Regions from separate parts of the Mus musculus genome. Here region 1 is linked to region 2. Evidence: chromatin contacts called from public promoter capture Hi-C data. All regions are on one chromosome and are shown on one strand. The core of a region is the stretch at or near the end of the contact, and the rest is flanking DNA. Distances in the headings are between cores, read along the strand shown. Region 1 holds the start of Ddit4l (DNA-damage-inducible transcript 4-like). Region 2 holds the start of Emcn (endomucin).

What was found. Promoter capture Hi-C pulls out the DNA fragments that hold promoters and counts their contacts.
Region 1: a promoter capture Hi-C map of embryonic stem cells shows a contact between it and region 2, with 2.0 times the contacts expected there. The contact joins the promoter of Ddit4l here to the promoter of Emcn in region 2. A contact is called at or near these places in 2 of 39 promoter capture datasets (embryonic stem cells and frontonasal cranial neural crest) and 2 of 9 other capture datasets (adipose tissue and pancreatic islet).

The regions. Positions count from the first base shown.
Region 1 is chr3:137,622,215-137,625,702 of GRCm38.p6, reverse strand. Ddit4l (DNA-damage-inducible transcript 4-like) reads right to left here and starts at 2,031. Exons shown (of 3, transcript NM_030143.4): 1 at 1,820-2,031; 2 at 1,430-1,571. The coding sequence starts at 1,520.
Region 2 is chr3:137,339,306-137,342,413 of GRCm38.p6, reverse strand. Emcn (endomucin) reads right to left here and starts at 1,336. Exons shown (of 12, transcript NM_001163522.1): 1 at 1,102-1,336. The coding sequence starts at 1,174.

The DNA.
Region 1 (3,488 bases), core at 782-3,281, 280 kb before region 2:
GTCTTGAGGATTATGTGGCAAAAATCTGTCCAAGGTCATCCAAGATTACTAGTGATCTCCTTTCCCCCTTGCTCTCTCTGTAGGGTTTTCCAAGTTTATTTTAGTTTTTTTTCACAAGTCCATGCAGAACATCTGGAATAAAAATCATCACTATTGCTTAACAAAGGGACCGTTGGCGTGCAGAATGGTTTCAAACGCTGTAAAGTGAGCCTGTCCCAATGCTAATGATCTACCAGCCTTAGTTTTCGTTAGAAGTCCTTACTAGGATGGCCTGGAGGTCCAGTGTTGGCTTTGACCTGTTTGATTCAAGTTTGCTCGCAGAGGAGAGAGGACTTTTGAGGTTCCTGAGTTTATTTATAACCGGGCTGGGTCAGTTTTTCTTAGCTGAGCAAAACAAAACAGTCCCAGGAAAACAAAGTTAGGTTTACTCAGAGGAAAAAAGATAGCTCTGCATTTGGTCACCTACCTTCCAAATTAATCCTACTACTTGGCCGGGTGCCATGCCACACTGCGGCCACGAGCCTTCCTCTCCTCTCCTGGTTTTCTATGTCATTAGCTCACTTAGAGGGCACTGCTTGTTTTTTGTTTTTTGTTTTATTTTTTAAATTCCAACAAATAGATTCCAAATCATATCTGTATTTTTATCCACATTGAAGACAGACAAATTTAGAATTATAATATTATCTTATAGATGAAGAAAATCTAAAGAGCTTAAGCCACTTAATATATGCTCACACCACTCTTCCATAGTTGAATAGTCTGTCAGATTAGAAATTGACGTTTCAAGTTGCAAATGATGATTCCTGTAGAACCAGGGCTGTTCAAGTTTTCTTCTGACATTAATGCACAGTGGGTGCATTTCATAATAGAATCTTACTTAGCAACGAAAAGGAACTCACTGATGAGGTAAGTGTATAACTCTACAACATCACACGGTGGGAAAGCAAACCGAACTGAGAAGAGCATATACACTTATTATTTAACATTCTAAAAGCAAAACTAACGTGGTAACAAAATGCCGAAGGATGGTCTTCTGGAGACGGGAAAGAGAAGGATTAGGTGGCAAACAGAAAAGGGAGAATTTGGGGGGGGGGGGGGAGGGGGGACGGACGTGGTGGTGCTAGCTACACAAGTAAGCGCATGTCTTTAAACACACCCAGCCTGTACACTTAATGTTCCAACCATGAGATAGGGAACTTCATCCCCAAGAGCCTCTTAGCAGACTGGAACAACGCATTATTCCCCTTACGTTTGTTTTTGGTGGGCAGACAATGCAAAGGAAGTTTAGAAAGAGATCTCAGATGGGTTTCATAGTCCTCTGTGTCTCTAGGAGGAGATGAAGTCTCGCGCACTCAGGCAGGGACGCTTACACTAGAGAGGGGCCCCGCAACCTTCGGATAGGAAAGAGGTGGACAGCCCAGAGACTCACCACTTAGCAGACTCCCAGGGTGATAGCCACCGTCCAACAACTCTGAAATGCTGGCCGGGTTCTTACTGCTCAAACTGCCCGTTGCAACCATGGTCAACGGCTCTGTTTCCCTCGCGGAGCAGAACGGATCTTTCCCTAGGCGCTGGGAGGAAAAAGTGAGAAGTTTGCAAAAGCACGCAAGAAGTGCACAGGCTCCTCAGAGTCCCGGCATCGCCAGGGCGAACTAGCCCGGGCACTGCCCTTCCAAAGGGAGGGACCAGCCTTAGCAACTCAAGTTGACAAAGCCCTAGGAGCGGAGGCGCCAACTAAAGCCAACAGGCTGGAAGTAGCTGGAAAGTCAGCACAACTGGGAAGCGACCCTGCCCTATCCCGCCTCCTCGGGTCGCTCACCTGCCGGATTTCACCAGACGCTGAAGGGTAAACCGAGGCAGGCGCCCCTCAGTAGTCCGAAGCTTGGACAGTGGTCCCCTGCACAGTCCTGCAGCAAGCCGAAGGCTGCGGGCCACCGCGCCCACCAGCACAGGCTGCACCCGGCCGCTCCGCCTCCCGAATGGAGAGCGCTTTATAGGTCCCGCCTCTCCTCCTGGCCGGCACGCCCACCTGCGCCACTCGCTCGGGCCCGTGCCCCGGCCCGCCCCTGCAGGGTCAGGTCACCTTTCAGTTCCTTCCCAGGCAGGGGCCCAGGCAAGCCCCTGGGAGTTGGTGATCAGCCTCGCCTTGGGCGGACACCTGCTGCTTCCTGAGTTGGCCACTGGTCACCCTGAGTTGGCCACTGGTCACCCTCCTAAAGAGCATCTCCCTTCGGCCACTAACCTAGATTCTTTGGCGTGAGCCCCTGCCCACAGCTTGCCTGCTTCCAGGCTCAGACTGCTCAGGTTTTGGCTATGGAACTTTTCAAGCAGCTAGAAGCTCCAGGTCCTGTTAGGCATGACCCAAAACTTTGCTGTGTCATTCTGAATAAGTATTTGGCTTAGTTGACACTGTGCTCTGTGAGCATCCTTTATGCCCATGTTCTGACTCTAACCCATCAGCTCCAGTCCGCACCCAGTCTCCCCGCAGGTGGTCGGGATGTGGTAAGGGCTCTCTAGCTTCAGCTGCACTCAGGAATCAATGGGGCATCTTTGGGGATACTACATCTGTGACTAAACCGTTTTTCTCCGCGGCCAGGGCGAGCCTGGCCCTGTTCTAAGACCTGGCTTCGAAAGGCACAGAACTTGAATTGAAGAGGGCCAGTGCCAAGAAACTAAACAAAACCACTAACAGGATCTCAGTTGCCTGCTCCAGCCGCAGGATAGTTAGGAGCAATTGCCATTCCCAGAAGCAAAAGTTCCCGGTGGGCTTGTTTGGGAAGAAGTTTAAGCTTTAGTGGTCTTTAAAAAGCTTGTGGGGCATGAGAATAAAGAGTTGTCCTGCTAGGATAAGCTCTGCGACTCTTTCCGGGGAGTCTTGAGCAAGAGGGAACAGAGGGTCTGGGACACCACTAAAAGCACGATGCCAAACGTTTTCTTCTAACTTTACTAAGCCACCCTTCCTGCTGCCCTGCGCCAGTGGCACAGGGTTTGCAATGGGTGGGCGTTCCCAGCGAGGTTGCTGAGGTTGCTGAGATGGTTGAGGTGGATCAGAAAAGGAAGAGACCGAGATACTTGGGGTGAGGGTGAACCTCATTCAAGGCCAGGTTCCAGCACCACTCCCGCACACTTTGGGTCCCCACGTGCAAGGAAGGACCTGCAGGTTAGGGCCTTGAGAAGTAGGATCCGCTGTCCAGGCTAAAAAAACTCTCAGAAGGAAAAACAACAACAAAAGTGGTAAAGAGAGTGTGATAAACAGATCAGTGGGAGGACACTTGCAGGCAGAGCAACAGAAACTAAAGCCAGCTTGAAGGTCCATTTTTAACTCTCCCGAAGCAGCTGCACTGCTCAAGGTCAGGCAGGCTCAGGCACGGGATGCTGATAGGCTGGGGAAAGCAGATTTCCACTTCTATTTTAATAACAAAAGTGGAAAACAAGCAATCCCATTTAAGCCGGTTAGAATGGGTCCTTTAGCTGCTACAGAGCCGCTG
Region 2 (3,108 bases), core at 87-2,586:
ATTGTTTTTATAAATTAAAATCTTTTAGGCAGTAAATTTTGGAAAAAGAGACAGGCAAATAAAATTAGAACTGAGTTTTCTGGATTACTTCCCCCCCCCCCCACACACACACACACACACAAACACATACCCTCTCACAGTGCACGCCGCCCGTCCCCTAGAGTCAGAGCAAATCTTTCCCAAATGCTTCTTTGGGTAGCGTGCATTTTAGCTTTCATACTTATTAAATCTGTCTAATACTAGAATCACTCACGTCTTTCTCTCAATAGTACATTTACCACTGTGGGCAAGGAAATCACCTTATTCATTTTTATGTTCTTCTCCTTACCCAGCACAGGACCCTAATAAGCTATTACATTTAACTGTGGTTTATTTCGTATTACTTAAGAATAGTTAGAAATAAAAGTGAACATTGTCTCAACTGCCCATTAACTCAGGGTAACATGCATCTGTTTGTTTGTTTGTTTGTTTGTTTGTTTGTTTTACCTGCATAGGTGGTGGGTTTGGCTTGTTCTGAAAGTTACACAAAATATTATGTAATTATGTTTGTGTGTGCATATATTTCTGTAACAAAAGTAGATACATTTCAATGGCCACTTACCCAGTCCCCTAAGATGCTAGTGTTCGCCTAATGGTGAATCACCATTCACTTCTGCACGGAGTTTTACCTACCAGAGCTGAAAGAGAGCTGTACTGTTGGAGACTTTGGTAGCACTGTTTCCAGTGATGGACTTTCACTCTTACCCCATCCACTATTATTCTGGGCCGATGACGGAAAAGACCATAATTTTGTTTGTTTGTCGTTGTTTTAAACTAGCACATTTTAAGTCAAAATTCTATTTTTAGTCCCTAAAAAGTTAACACATTTCCTGAGACGTTCTCCGAATCCATTTAACACACTTTCAGGCCCTCACACCAGCAAACATTTCCCTTCAGTGGAAACGAACTCTCTACTTGTGGCACTGCCTCCTCCGCCTCTTTCAAACTTAACTCTGTGTACCCTGTTCAGCCAATCAAGCAGCAACTCATCAGAGAAGCCCCCGAGGATCAACTGAGCCTAGCAGCTCACCCACACCATCAGAAAAGATAAGAGGACCGTACCTTTGCCGTCCTCACTGTGGCAGAGACTGTTGGACAAAAGGAAGAAAAGAACAGTCGCTTGAAGCAGCCGCATGGTGCCTACCGATGGTCTCAGTGGCTTCACTGTCCAGGGTAAGGCAGGGAAGGATTCCTCTCAGCCTGGCCAGGCCGTATTAGCAAATGGGAAAGGTGTACTGACTGTGAGCAGACGCTGCCCATTCCTACTTATTTTGGGGATTCTGATAAAGAACTAGAGGAAATACACGCACTCCCTTTGGGAGGTCAGCAGAGAGGAGATTTATTGTTTCAGCCCCTTACAGGAACTTCTTTTTTTTTCCTCTCTCTTCCTTTGGCAGCCACTTGTGTTTTTGTTACTGCATTATTTTACTCTTCTTCAACAAAAAGGTCAGGATGGGATTTGAACAGGAAGAGACCCTTCTTGAGAAAGGGCCAGAGAGCTTTCTAACTTTTGTTTTGAAAGTGCATTTTAGAGAAGCTGTAAAGAGACCTCACCAAGTAGCCCCCCAGGTCGGCTGAAAAGGCTGTGACTTCCCAAGGTCTGGATTTGAGTACAAAATCCACAAGGAATTGCATTTCTTCTCTCTTCTCAACTCATAAGCCAAGTCAGTGAAGACCACCTTCTAGAGGCAAATACAAGTATGAACTGGATCACGTTCTGCTCTTGAGGAAGTAAGCTGGCCTCTTATTACTGCCCAGAGAGGTTTTCAAGACATTTCTTTCTTTCTTTTTAAATATTTTTATTAGATATTTTCTTCATTTACATTTCCACTGCTATTCCAAAAGTCCCCCATACCCCCCCACTCCTCTCCCCCTCCCCCTCCCACTTCTTGGCCCTGGCATTCCCCTGTACTGAGGCATATAAAGTTTGCACGACCAATGGGCCTCTCTTTCCACTGATGGCTGACTAGACCATCTTCTGATTCATATGCAGCTAGAGACACGAGCTCCGGGGGGCACTGGTTAGTTCATATTGTTGTTCCACCTATAGAGTTGCAGTTCCCTTTAGCTCCTTGGATACTTTCTCTAGCTCCTCCATTGGGGGCCCTGTGATCCATCCAATAGCTGACTGTGAGCATCCATTTCTGTGTTTGCTAGGCCCCCGGCATAGCCTCACAAGAGACAGCTATATTAGGGTCCTTTCAGCAAAATCTTGCTAGTGTGTGCAATGGTGTCAATGTTTGGAGGCTGATTATAGGATGGATCCCCGGGTATGGTAGTCTCTAGATGGTCCATCCTTTCGTCTCAGCTCCAAACTTTGTCTCAGTAACTTCTTCCACCACCGGTGTTTTGATCTCAATTCTAAGAAGGGGCAAAGTGTCCACACTTTGGTTTTCGTTCTTCTTGATTTTCATGTGTTTTGCAAATTGTATCTTGTACCTTGGGTATTCTAAGTGTCTGGGCTAATATCCACTTATCAGTGAGTACATATCATGTGAGTTCTTTTGTGATTGTGTTACCTCACTCAGGATGATGCCCTCCATGTCCATCCATTTGCCTAGGAATTTCATAAATTCATTCTTTTTAATAGCTGAGTAGTACTCCATTGTGTAAATGTTAGCCGGCCAGTGATGGCTCATGCTTTAATCCCAGCACTTGGGAGGCAGAGGCAGGTGGATTTCTGAGTTCGAGGCCAGCCTGGTCTACAGAGTAAGACATTTCTAACAGAAGTAAACACAGATTTAAGACAAGCTCCTGCTCACTTCTGGTTCTGAGGCCACCCTTCCCTTTTGTTGCTGCAGACTGAATTCATGTCAGAAAAGTGTACCACCACCAAGTTATATCCCCACCCGATATTCCTGGTTTTTATTAGATTTTTATGAGGCATAAGAAAAAAAATCACTATATTATAGGTATAAGGAATCTGCCTGGGATGGCCTAGGTGGCATCAGCTGTCATAGGGCATTGGTGATGTTCCGAACTGTGTGTTCTGTAGGACCAAACACCAACCAGTAGCCTCTTTGCTCTTAGTGATGACTGCTTTATACAGGATGGTTGCACAGCCCGACC